3 separate regions of the Mus musculus genome follow, and all the other regions are linked to region 1. Evidence: chromatin contacts called from public ChIA-PET and Hi-C data. All regions are on one chromosome and are shown on one strand. Each heading gives the region's core, a stretch centred on a gene start, on an enhancer-like site or on the middle of the called end of the contact. The rest is flanking DNA. Distances are from core to core; before and after follow the strand shown. Region 1 has its middle 55 kb from the start of Gm25802. Region 2 has its middle 64 kb from the start of Gdap2. Region 3 overlaps Gm40106 (a long non-coding RNA gene).

Region 1 (4,118 bases), core at 338-2,837:
AGAACTGGACAGAAGAGTAGACGATGCAGGGACAGCAGATGAGGAAAGATGAGGAGATGGAGGCCTTCCACAAGAGCCAACCAAAAAAGGTGCCAAGAGGAACCTGCTGAAGAAGGAAGAATCAATCATACCAGTGGGGCTGTCATGAAAAATCAAGACAAAGTTTCAAGCAAGAAGCTGATAGCGTCTGTGGGGCTGTGAGAGTCTGTTTGATCCAGTCAGGAGGACCAGTTTGATCCAGTCTGTTTGATCCAGTTGAAGGACTATTTGAGCCCTGAGCCACATTGCAGAGAATGGAGGGGCAGAGAAGAATGTACGGGCAAGACGTAGATGGCTCTCTGCGGGTGGAGGGGCTTGACAGTGAAGGACGGTGGAGGTTTAAGGAGCAGCTGTGTTGAGTGGGGAAGCTTTTGAGAACATTGAGACACCTGAGAATCTGTTTATAGTGAGGGAAAGACATGCCAGGGAGCTGCGTGAGCTGTCTTTCAGAAGTGCTAACAGTGGCTCTCAGCCTTCCTAATGCTGTGACCCTTTAGTACAGTTAGTTCCTCATGTGTGGTGACTCCCAACCACGAAATTATTTTTGTCTCTACTTCATAGCTATAATTTTGCTATTGTTATGAGTCAGAATGTAAATATCTGTGTTTTCCAATGGTCTTAGGTGGCCTCTGTGAAAGAGTCATTTGACCCCCAAAAGGGGTCACAGTCTACAAATTGAGAACCACTATGCTGGAGGAAGGCATCTTCCTGCTGTTGGTCCCACTGAATACAATGACATCGTCAGAGATTCTTTAGTGTGCCCACGACTTACTGCTCTTCCAGGCTATGCGTGGCTGTATGTTAAGGGGGAGGTGTGGGAATCCAGACAGACCCAGAGACCACATTAACTTAACTCTGGAGCCCCTCGGGATAGACACAATTCTCAGGCCAGCAACCTGCTTTCCAAGGGTCTCTCTGGTGGACAATCCAGAAAGGCCACTTCTTACCAGTTTCTAAAATGCTATTTATTTTCAAGGTCTATTACTTTAATTCAGTTTCATTCAAAGGGGTCAAATGTCTCCTGGGTGCCTTCTGAGCCCAAACTTGCCCAATGATGGGAACACTACTCATACCCTTAGAAATGCTGTCTTTTGTAGGTGTTCAGCTTTTCGGGGATAAAAAGATAAATTGACATAATAACCAAGTTACTGCTTTCTAAAACTGTTTAGACCCCCCCATACCGCCCTGATTCTAAGCTCCTCCATTCACTTAGCTTAAGTAGCAAGTACAGGCAGTCCTGGGTTGAAAATCAAAAAACTGAGATGAAGGAAGCTTGTCTCTGCTTAAAAGAACCTTACAGGGAGACCGAGAGGGGGTGCCCATTCTCTGGAAGTCTTGATTGTCATGGTCAAGATTCGGATGGGGAGAGCAGAGAAAGTGCTGACTGACCAAACGTGTCTGAGAAATATGGGAGAGGGTGTCATCAGGGAAAGCTCCCCAAGGGACCGTTTGGAGTAGAGCTTCAAAGGGCTGTCAAACGCTGATGTTCAGTAACTGCGTGGGGACCGGGGAAACTGGCAGCTTTCTTCTAGGGCTGAACCTGAACATACCGGAAGCCAAAATACTTGCAAGCCCTTTGTGTCCTGAGAGCCTGCTGTCTTTCTGCATGCTGACACCTAGTGGCTGTGTACATTTTTCACACTTTCTTAGAATGCTCAGGCTCCTCTCTTCCCCCTCCCTGGTTGTTCCAGTTAAGGAACTAGTGGACCCCTGATGGCGGACAGGGATGCCTCCCATAGCCCACAGCCTGTGAAGCTGGGACTGGACTAGAATCTCACTCCCTGGACTCCAACATCGGATTGACTCTGATGCAGTCCCCACCACAGCCAAGCTCTCACCATTGTTACAGAAGGTCCAGTAGGTCTCACCTGAGTGTGCTGGGACATTTCATGTCCCACTTGCAAGGGTGGGGACATTTTAACATAAAAGAAACATGGAAGCTAGTGGCTTAGCCAAAGAGAAAAAAAATGGGGTATTTCCTTCTCACCCCATTCCTACTGGTCCAGCCTTCAAAGACCTATCTCACTTTTGAGTAAACATGGTTAAGAGATGCTAACAGAGTGGATGCAAATTGTTAGCTTTTGGTATTGGGAAGCCAGAATGCTATGAGAGATTGGAGGGAGAGGCCTCTAAATTCATTTCTTTCTACCTATAGCTGCTAGAAGAGTAAAATCATTATTGAGTCTCAAGGGCAGTGGGTTCTAAAAACACCTGTCAGCTGTTGCATCTCATAGAACAGTGTATTCAAATATGGTTCTTTGTTAGAGCTGAAAGTTTACATGTCAAGTGTTTCAGAAGCTCACCTGGCACTGCAAAATCTACCATGGCGTCAATGTCCTTGCTAGCAACCATCCTGGCTAATCTTCACACATCACCGTGTTATGAGTGGTCATGTTGTCTTTCTGTTATATGTTTTGTATTAACGACAATTTCAGGCTATTAGTTTGTGCCAGCAGTTAGTGAAGAATAGATCTTAAGGAGGATACAGTAAAAAACATAGGGCTAGCAAGACTAATAGAATTGATACAAACCACAGCAGCTAAGGAGTGAACAAGCTCGAGGAAAACCTCTCCATGGAACAATAGCTTGAGAGAGAGAAGGGCTAAAACACGGATTCTAATATTTGGTCTCAGTGGCCCCATCAGCTTGGGAGAGAAAAGGTCTACCATTTATCCATCCTTGAGGGAGCTCCTGACATTTCATATGTTCATGTGTAGCATACTGTCAGGGAGGCAATACTGAGACTCATAGTGTTTGTTTTTCCTGAGGTCACATATGTATTATATGACAGTGATGCTCAGTGGAACAATGAGACCTAAATTATTTCACTGGTACTTTAATTCGTTTATGTCTCCAAGGCTGGGTTGTCTCTAGCCACTCTTGTTTTTTCTTTTTTTTTTCCATGTAGTATGTGTGTGTGTGTGTGTGTGTGTGTGTGTGTGTGTGTGTGTGTGTGTGTGCACATGCGCGCGTCTGTGCATATATGTATGTGAAGGCCAGAAATCAAGCTCTTTATAGCTGTCCCCCTTATCTCCTTATTTACCAAGACAGGATATTTTACTGAATGGGAAGTACATGGATTGGCAGGCAGGGTGACTAAGGCATCTCTAGGGATCTGTCTGTCTGTCTTCATTTCCTCAGTGCCAGGGTTACAGAAGTGTGTCACCATTCCTGGCTTTTTATCTGGGTTCTGGGAATCTGAACTCAGGTCCTTATGCCCACAGGGTGAGCATGTAACCAACTGAACCTTTTTCCCACCTTCCTCTCCCTGTTATTTGTTTCTTTTTGACATCCCCTACATAAAGGCTATTAACATGAAGGAAGAATGGTTTCTGGCTGGAAGTAAAGAAAGCTTATCTAGGTAACAGTTCCTGGAGGGGCCTGGCCATGCAAGGCTGGACCTTCTTATCTTCCAAATTAAAAATTCTGGGTTGCTTCTGAATAACTCATAATTGAGGCTGGCATCCTGGCTGGTGATTCTAGGCACTCTGGGGAGTGCTAGAATTTCTTCTTGTACCCATCAAGCTGAATTTACAGCAGGGAGAAGGGAGGAGGTTGGGGGCTGCTTCTGATTAGCTTGCATCTTCTGCCAAAGTTATATGTCCTCTCTGTGGGCAATTAAGTGTTTCTCACGGACCCACCATCTGGGTTCAGCAAACTGGGGAGTGGCTCTCTCTCCACCCTACCTCACTCCAAATCCAGAGGCCAAGCAGCAAGACTCAGAATATCCAATCCTTTCTCTAGCTCCCATTTTTCCTTACTTCTCGGGATAATGGCTGCCTGCATAGCCCAGTCTGGGGCACAGTCCACTCAGTGGTCCTGCAAAGAGTCAAGAAACCACCACAATTACTTTTGCTGGAGCATGAATTGGTGACTTGAAAGACAAAAAGAACTTCAACTTCAACTTCCCCGGTCACTTCCAAGAAAGAAGTTTTCAGAGAAAAGAGTCCTGACTCACTGAGAGTTTTCAGAACAATTTATGTCTTGTCATTGTTTCTTAAATGTGTCCTCAAATTCATGTGTTGAAGGCTTAGAGCCATGGGAAGGTGGCAGGAACTTAGGAGATGAGGAAAAAGCTG
Region 2 (3,926 bases), core at 834-3,333, 130 kb after region 1:
AGAGTCAAGTCATTTTTAAAATTTATTTGGTCAAAACACATCTGAAAATCAAGAGAATAAATAAGCAAATCCAAAGGATTATTATATAAAACACTGTTTCCCCCACTATAAGTATATACTGAATTATTTTTTAAATTTGTATGTATGTATGTATATATTTAATATAAATAGTATGTATATATTTAATATAAATAGTATATATTTATTTATTTAAAATCAGCATGCACTAAGTTCCTCCTCTTATCAAGAACATTCTTTTCTTTTCTGAGCAAGCATAGGAGAATGCCCATTTCTTGCTTCATCCTGGGCTATGTAGTTACTTGGATGACAGCCACAAGTTTCGTCATGAGAGGGGGGAAAACCACATGATAGAACAAAAATACTCAGTTATATGATCCAGAATACATTCCCATATAATTGCATGCACATTCCTGTGTGCTTTGTGCAAGCTGACCTCTACAAGGCTTACCCCACCAATGGGTATTTTTAGCATGGTGTCAGTTGAGAGATCTAAAAGCTGACTGGGAGTTAGAAAGCCTGACTTTCCATCAACCTCATCACTAACTCTCAGGAAGTCCCTAGGGAAATCAATGGGTGACCCTGTTTTCATGATACACCTTGAATTAGTAAACTAGAGGCCGGCTACTTCGATACCATGTTTGAATCTAGATTGAGACTTAGCTAACACTGGTTGTTCTCTCTGTTCTCTTGTGTTCTCACTTATAAACAAGAACAAAAATTCTAATCTCACTGGGCAGGCCCAGCATTCAGGAGGCAGAGGTAGGTGGGTCTCTGTGAGTTTGAGACTAGCCTGGGCTACAAAATGAGTTCCAGGACAGCCAGGGTTACAAGGAGAAATCCTGTCTCAAACAAACAAACAAACAAACAGACAGACAGACAGACAAGTGTTTCGACCTTACAGGATTGTTGAGACTCAGCTATTTATATATTCAAAATGACTTGTAGCACACAGTAGCAGATTATAAATATTAGTGTCTACCTCACCTCACTCTTTTTATTCATGCTTATTAATAATGTGACAAGCAAAAAGGCAGGAACATGGTTTCAGAAATACAAAGAAAAAAAATCATAGTTTGGGATGACCAGAAATGTGGCCTTTCGACATCACATCTCCCAGATTCATGGGAGTGTATTGCTTAACATATCCCTAGAATGAAGCTCTGTTGGAATCTCATCTTCCAAGTGTCATAGTCATCTGCTAGCAACAGCACACCATATAGGAGATCTCTCCCTCCCTCCCTCCCTCCCTCCCTTCCTTCCTTCCTTCCTTCCTTCCTGTTTTTAAAATATGTTTTGTGTTGGGTGTGTTTTACCTGCATGTATGTCTGTGTACCACATGTGTGCCTAGCATCTTGCTGGGCCCCCACCAACACCTCTGGAATCAGAGTGACAGATGGTTGTAGCCACCATGTGAGTGCTGGAGATTGAGCCAAGATCTTGTGGAAAAGCAGCTAGCACTCCCAGCCTCTGGGCCATTTGCCTAGGCCCACTCTCCTTCCTTGTTTCATTGGTCTATCAGCACTTGTTTTTCTTCTCTTTCCTTTGTACTTCATTTTTCAAATGTACACATATGTGTAAACATGTAGTTATATAAACATGCACACATGAAATAGGACAAATGTGTCAAGGAACATGTCCCATCCTGGTCAGGACATCAGGTCCTATTACAAAGGTTGAGATTGGATGCACTGGGTCCTTTGGTTTACTCAGGAAAAAGTGTTGTGGAACAATGTAGTTAGCTGGTCTCATATTTTTGTCAACATTCCCTATGGAACAGGCAAAGAAAATCAATTTCTAATTCTTGTGTACCTTCCTCATATCCAAAGCTAAAAGATTTAAAAACTAAACTCAGGGGTGGGCACAGGATAGCTTTTAGCCACGCTGAAAACTCAAGTTCAACACATTCTCAAATCTGATTTTCTTAGGGGTACACGGAGGTTGAGAGAGGGTTTTCCTCTGTGGTTTGGGGTACCACAGAACTCACTCCACAGACCAGGCTGGTCTGTCCCTTGATGTTATTCTTCTGCCTCTGCCTCACAAGTCCTGGGATTACAGGCATCTGACATGACTCAGCTCTAAATCTGATTCTTTGTGGAAAAATTTTGCCAAGCCACACCTGACCAGACCCATGGCTAAACATGGTCATCCTGTGAGAAGTGATTACCAAATAATCTCCCTGGAACAGTCTCGGTTTCAAATGAAGTTCTCTTCTCAAATGTTCACTGCTTACTATGACACTGCATATGTAAGAATTTAGCTGCAAAGTGTAACACCTCGGTCCAGAGCACATCCAGAATATTACGCACCGAACAAAGGTCATGGCTAACAATTCTCAGCTGGAATGTGTTTGTTTCACCACTTCGCAGTAAAATGAGATTCATTAAAGAGAAAATAGAGGTGCTCCTGGCTTTCATCACTGAACACGATGTCCTAGACTAGGACTCATCCCATAACATATCTACTTGAGGAATCTTGACTTCACCATGGCTGCTCTTCTTCATCTCCCACCACCACGGCTGGCTGCCAATCCTTGTTAACATTGCAACAGGATGTGAGCACCGACCAAGACTCTCAGGACTCCGTGAACTGCTTCTATAGCACTGTGTTCTTCTTAGGAATTTGCCTTGGCAACATCCTTGCGATCTATTCGATTTGGGCTGACAGAGGCTGTTCTGAAATGATATAATTCTGGTAAATCCTTAAAATATCCAGGGCTAACGAGCTTATCTAGATTTATAAAGGATATGAAAATGTTTTACTAGTAGAAGATGCTGCCTTATCGTTTATTCTTATTAGGCTGGGTCAGGTATGCTCTCGTCAAATAATGCACTGTAGTGAAAATTTGCCCACCCTTTCTTTACATTTACTTTAAAACAACTCATACAACACCAAAATATATATCACTTGCCAGTGCTGTGGTCAGTGCTGAGGCTACAATGATGTTCACAGAGATGCTTCAAACTTTAGCTTCTTGGAGTGTACAGTCTAGATCAGAGGTTTTCCTCCATCAAAGCCCATATGGAAAGTTATTAAAACTACTCTCAATACTGCAGCAATGCAAACACAGTATTTTGTGATGTAACCTAGAGTCCTACTTACAGATTCAGAAAACAGTGGTAAATCTAAGAACTGCCCAAGAAAACTGGTGGAAAGTGGTGATAGCAATATAAAAAATAGGTGCTATTAAAGGGTCTGTGTTTTGAAGGCTGAGCTGAGAGCAACTGTTCATAGTGACAAATTAGGTGGTGTGCTATGAGGTAACCACTCTCCCGTAGAAAAGAGGTAACCCACACTCACCAGGATAATACAAGTAGAAGGCTGCTACAGACCAGTATGAGGAAAGGCAGAGAGGCTCTAAATAAAACCCAGGCTCACAGAAGCTGTGGATTAGCCTCCCGATGTGGTCATTCTGCTGAAAGAGGGGGCTGGCTGGGCAAGAACTGGAAAACCATAAACATGAGTGGGTATTGGTGGCCCCCCCTCTGAGAATGACCTGGTGGGCTTCTAACAAGTTCAAAAGGACAAAGGGCAGTGATGAGATTACTGAGGGTAGTATGGCAAATTCTGGATAAGAATGACTCTTAGGTTACTGGAAAGGCAGTAGTGCACAAAAGAGCTGAGTTGTACATTTAAAACATTTTAACTAGTTTTTATGTGTATAGGTGTCTTGCTGCATGTATGTCTGTGCACCACATGCATGCCTATGCTGTCTGCCCATGGTGGGCAGAAAAGGGTGTCAAGGGCCTATGGCACTGGAGTTATAGACAGCTGTGAGTGCTGGGAATTAAACGTGAGTCTTCTATGAGACCAACAAGTGCTCTTATCTGCTGAGGCAGTGAACAATGATGTAAAGGAAGAAGCCATGAAAACAGCAGATGCTAAACCCAAGAGCAAGATTGTAGCAC
Region 3 (3,989 bases), core at 1,460-3,959, 140 kb before region 1:
ACTACATCCTCATCTTGGACTTTCTCCATTACCACCAACCCCAATGTGCTTGGATGGTTGCCCTGGGGAATTAGCTCAGTGCAAAACAAATAAAACTGTATTTTATTTTGGGTCATTGGCAACAAGATGGGTTCTAACTGCTCACTAGAGTCTGTTCAACTGGAAGTGGGACCAAGCATCACTTCAGGGAACCACAAAGTTTGACCTTCCACCTGGATGTACAGACTGTAGAAGGATCATGTTTCAAAGGGTTTTACATGCTCTGCTGTATGAATGTGAACACCAAAGCTCATGCTCAGAGAACAGAAGCAACTTGCCCAGTGTCTTCGTTAAGATTTCCATTGCTGTGAAGTAACACCATGATCAAGGCAACTCTTATAAAGGACAATACTTAATGGGGCTGGCTTACTGGATCTGAGGTTCAGCCTATTATCATCATGGACGGACACAGCAGTGTCCAGGCAGACATGGTGCAGGAGAAGCTGAGAGTTCTATATTGTATTCAGAAAGCAAACAGAAGAATGGCTTCTAGGCAGCTAGGAGGAAGGTCTCAAAGCTCACCTCCACAGTGGCACACTTGTCCCAATAAGGTCATACCTACTCCCCCAAGACACACCTCCTAATACTGCTGATTACTTCCAGGGCCAAGCATATTCAAACCATTACACCCAAGGTCACATGACAGATCTGGGAACCAGAATGAGACCCACATCCCTGAAGCCCAATATCCCCAGGCCAATCCATCCTCCAGCTGGTTTCCAGGGGGCCACAATTCTTGAACCGTTTCTCTCTTTTTCTCTTTTCTTCTCTTTACTTTTCCTTTCCCTCTCTTCTTCTCTCCCTCCCTTCCTCTCTTCCCCCTCCCTCTGTCCCCTCCCTTCTTCCCTCCTCCCCCTCTCCCTTCCTCCCTTCCTTTCTTTCATTCTATATATAGATTTTTGGAGACAGGGTTTCTCTGGGTAGCCCTGGCTGCCTTGGAACTCGCTGTGTAGACCAGGCTGGCCTCCAACTTAGAGATCCACCTGCCTCTGCCTCCTGGCATACGCACCACCACTGTCTGGCCTCTTGGATGTTTTCATTTGCAGTGAGGTAGACACTTGGTGACTCTGAATTCCACTTGTGAGAAACACCTATTCTAAAAGGACATCTGATAGCATAATAACCTTTACTGTCATTAAGGACAGTTGTTTTAGAGGATCTGAACCCCTAATCCTTGGAGATAAATTCTGCTTAGTGAAATGCAGAGTTGTTCAGCATAAAGCAGCCAGCTTCCATCATTAACCTACATGAAACTAGCCAGACAGCTGACACGTCTCTCAGAAAGTCCAGGTGTCTGACTACACGGAGATCTCATTTCTCCCACAGCTGGATTCTGGTTCATAGAGCAATACCCGAGAGTCTAGAAGCCTATGGTTTGAGAGCATACACAGTGTTTTCATGCAAAATCTGAACGGCTGTAGCCATGCGGGGGACAGGCTTCCTGCTGACACGCTGTTTGAGGGTCCTGAAAGGTGGTGTTCACTGAGCATAGCACTCAGCCATTTGAAACGAAAGCAGGAATGTTTGAGTGTGTCTGGGGTGAGTGGGGGAGGGTTGACTATTTAATAGGTAAAGCTTCTGACTGGGACAGTATAAGCTAGCATTTCCTTGGGACATTACAATTACTGTTACCCAATCTCGTGGCACTAGCCTGTTCTCTTGGAGGCTGAGGCAGGAGGATTGAAAGTTGTCTAGATTAGAGAGAGGGGTTAACATTCATTCCTACAAAAGCATCCTTTGATGAATGTAGATTTACCACAGATATCCACCCTTTCGTAGCAGCAATCAGTAACTACAGTAATGTGGCTTGTTGCTGCCATTTGCAGACAGAAGCACCTTGGGCCCTTTATTTTCACAATGGCCTGACAAGGCTGACATTCGTATTCCCATCTCAGCAGAAGGAATAGAGACACAGAGTAAGGAAGTTGCCGAAGGCAGTACAGAAAACAAATAACAGAGACAGATTGTGAACCAACCCTGCCTTGGGAGGTTCTCATGCAGCCGTAGCTGGCCTTGAACTTATTATGGAGTCAAAGATGACCTTGAACTTCTGATCTTTCAACTATCACCTTCCTGGTGTTAGAACTACTAGCCTGTACCACCATACCTGGTTTTTATATAGAACCGAGGATCCAACCTAAGTCTTCACATGTACTAGGCAGGCGCTCTACCAACTAAGTTCCTCCCAGCCCTGAGATGAGGTCCTGTGGATCAGAATATGGGGAGACCAGGAGTATTCATTTAGACAAAATGTCCCTACATTTTGGAATTCCATGTAACTACAGGATAGGAGTCTCGGATCTGGACATGGAAAAGGTGTCTTCTAGATACATATCCCCAGCTCTCCCTTGGCCTCAAGGGTTTTAGAACCCTGTCCTAAATGAAGGCAACAACTTAGTGTTGATCAGTGGGAGCACCACCCAGGGGAGCTCAGCACTGTTTCTAAGCCCTTCTCTCTAAGGACTGACGTCAGAACCAACTGGACCCTACATCAAGGCTCTCCTGCTTCTGCCCAGAGCCATCCTTTCTCATCACAGAGAGCCACTGTCCTGACTACGAACAACGATCAGTGTCTCCTGTCACACATACATAGTATAAGCCATTCCCTGACTCTGTGGCTTTCAGTTATCCACACCATCCCAGCCCCCACCACTACCTTCTAATGATGTAGGGAAGGGAGGTATGTGGATCTGGGAGGAGTTGAGGAGAGGGAGGACCATGATCAACATAAACTGTATGAAAATTTCAAAGAACTAATAAGAAAACCAAGAAGAAAAATGAAGGAGGGAGAGGTGTGACCTCAGCCTTGTTTACGTAGCCGTGTGCTGCTAGAAGGTTCAGAGAGGTTTCTAAACCCTGTAACAGGAAGCCTGCACCCCGGGGTAACTGGCCACGAAGTTAGTCAAAAAGGTTACAAAATTTTCTCTGTACAGTCTAAGAACACCAGGCCTGTGATTACTTCAGATTCGGTCAGACAAAACAAAGCCCTTGGGTTGGGCGACAAGCCTTGACAGCTCACTGGCACTAGTACCACAGTCTTTTGCTTTAAGGACCTCAAGCTTGATGTGAGAGAATCTTTGAATAGTCTAGTCAAAATAAAACAAGTGGGAAGCTATGTCCCAGGCTGGCGAGGACCTCAGATGTAGCACTTTAGTCTGCTATGCCCTGAAAACCTATGGCTAGTCCAACTGTGAGGCCTGGGGCTTCTGTGAAGGCACTGGCTTACCTCTGTGGAGGAACAAGTCCCTAGGACGTTCTTTGGATAACTGCATCCATTCTGCACTCTGTCACCTGACCTCCTCTGTCCCCTCAACTGATCACATGTAGCAGAGGGACAGCCAACATGCCAACATGCTGCTAACACCCTCTCCACTGAATCCTGTGTGTGAGTTTGAATTTTAGGTAACAAAAGCATTAGGGATGTGGTCTGAAAGGAGAAGCCATTGACTATCATAGAGTGGGGAGTGTGTTGGTCCCAAGTATGACCAACATACTTTAGTTCCCCAATTGTATCCTAGATCCTGGAGGGTCACCTTTCCTTTGTCTTTGTCACCTTGGGACTCCAGTTTCATTATCCAGTAACTTTAAAAACTGTGTCATTGTCCTAACCACAAGGTCATTTTGTCACAACCTAAGGCAGAGTCTTTCACCAGCTGTGGTCCTTACTGCAGTGGTGGCTGGTGGCCTCAGGTTCTAGATAGAATAGTGATTCTCAACCCTCCTAATACTGCAACCCTTTAATACAGTCCCTCATGTGGTGACTCCTAACCATAAAAATTATTTTCACTGCTACTTCATAAGTGTAATTTTACTACTGTTATGAATTATATTATGAATATCTGTTGTTTTCTGATGGTCTTAGGTGACCCCTGCAAAAAGGTGGTTAGATTCCCAAAGGGGTTGAGAACCACTGAGATAGATGGATGGACGGATGGACGGACAGACAGATG

What was found. Hi-C and Micro-C count contacts between places; a contact is called where the count stands out from the background. ChIA-PET counts read pairs in DNA pulled down with a chosen protein or histone mark.
Region 2: a Hi-C map of uterus shows a contact between it and region 1. The contact joins two enhancer-like sites. A contact is called at or near these places in 2 of 484 Hi-C or Micro-C datasets (B cells and uterus) and 1 of 115 datasets of contacts at active chromatin or transcription factors (large pre-B cells).
Region 3: a contact with region 1 is called in an RNA polymerase II ChIA-PET map of memory CD8 T cells, with 16 read pairs. The contact joins two enhancer-like sites. A contact is called at or near these places in 4 of 484 Hi-C or Micro-C datasets (the G1E-ER4 cell line, mammary gland, muscle stem cells and 1 more) and 2 of 115 datasets of contacts at active chromatin or transcription factors (embryonic fibroblasts and memory CD8 T cells).

Annotation. Positions count from the first base shown.
Region 1 is chr3:100,356,705-100,360,822 of GRCm38.p6, reverse strand. No RefSeq gene overlaps it. Among named protein-coding and RNA genes, the nearest start is that of Gm25802, 55 kb to the right of the region's middle. Within about 2 kb of position 1,587, at least 39 of the 459 cell types and tissues checked have an H3K27ac peak or open chromatin away from gene starts, as enhancers often do. A contact at or near this core is called in memory CD8 T cells and uterus, where this site is marked.
Region 2 is chr3:100,224,153-100,228,078 of GRCm38.p6, reverse strand. No RefSeq gene overlaps it. Among named protein-coding and RNA genes, the nearest start is that of Gdap2, 64 kb to the right of the region's middle. Within about 2 kb of position 2,083, at least 16 of the 459 cell types and tissues checked have an H3K27ac peak or open chromatin away from gene starts, as enhancers often do. A contact at or near this core is called in uterus, where this site is marked.
Region 3 is chr3:100,501,646-100,505,634 of GRCm38.p6, reverse strand. The region is part of intron 2 of Gm40106 (a long non-coding RNA gene); the gene reads left to right. The region is part of intron 1 of Gm12474 (a long non-coding RNA gene); the gene reads right to left. Among named protein-coding and RNA genes, the nearest start is that of Gm12474, 8.2 kb to the right of the region's middle. Within about 2 kb of position 2,709, at least 43 of the 459 cell types and tissues checked have an H3K27ac peak or open chromatin away from gene starts, as enhancers often do. A contact at or near this core is called in memory CD8 T cells, where this site is marked.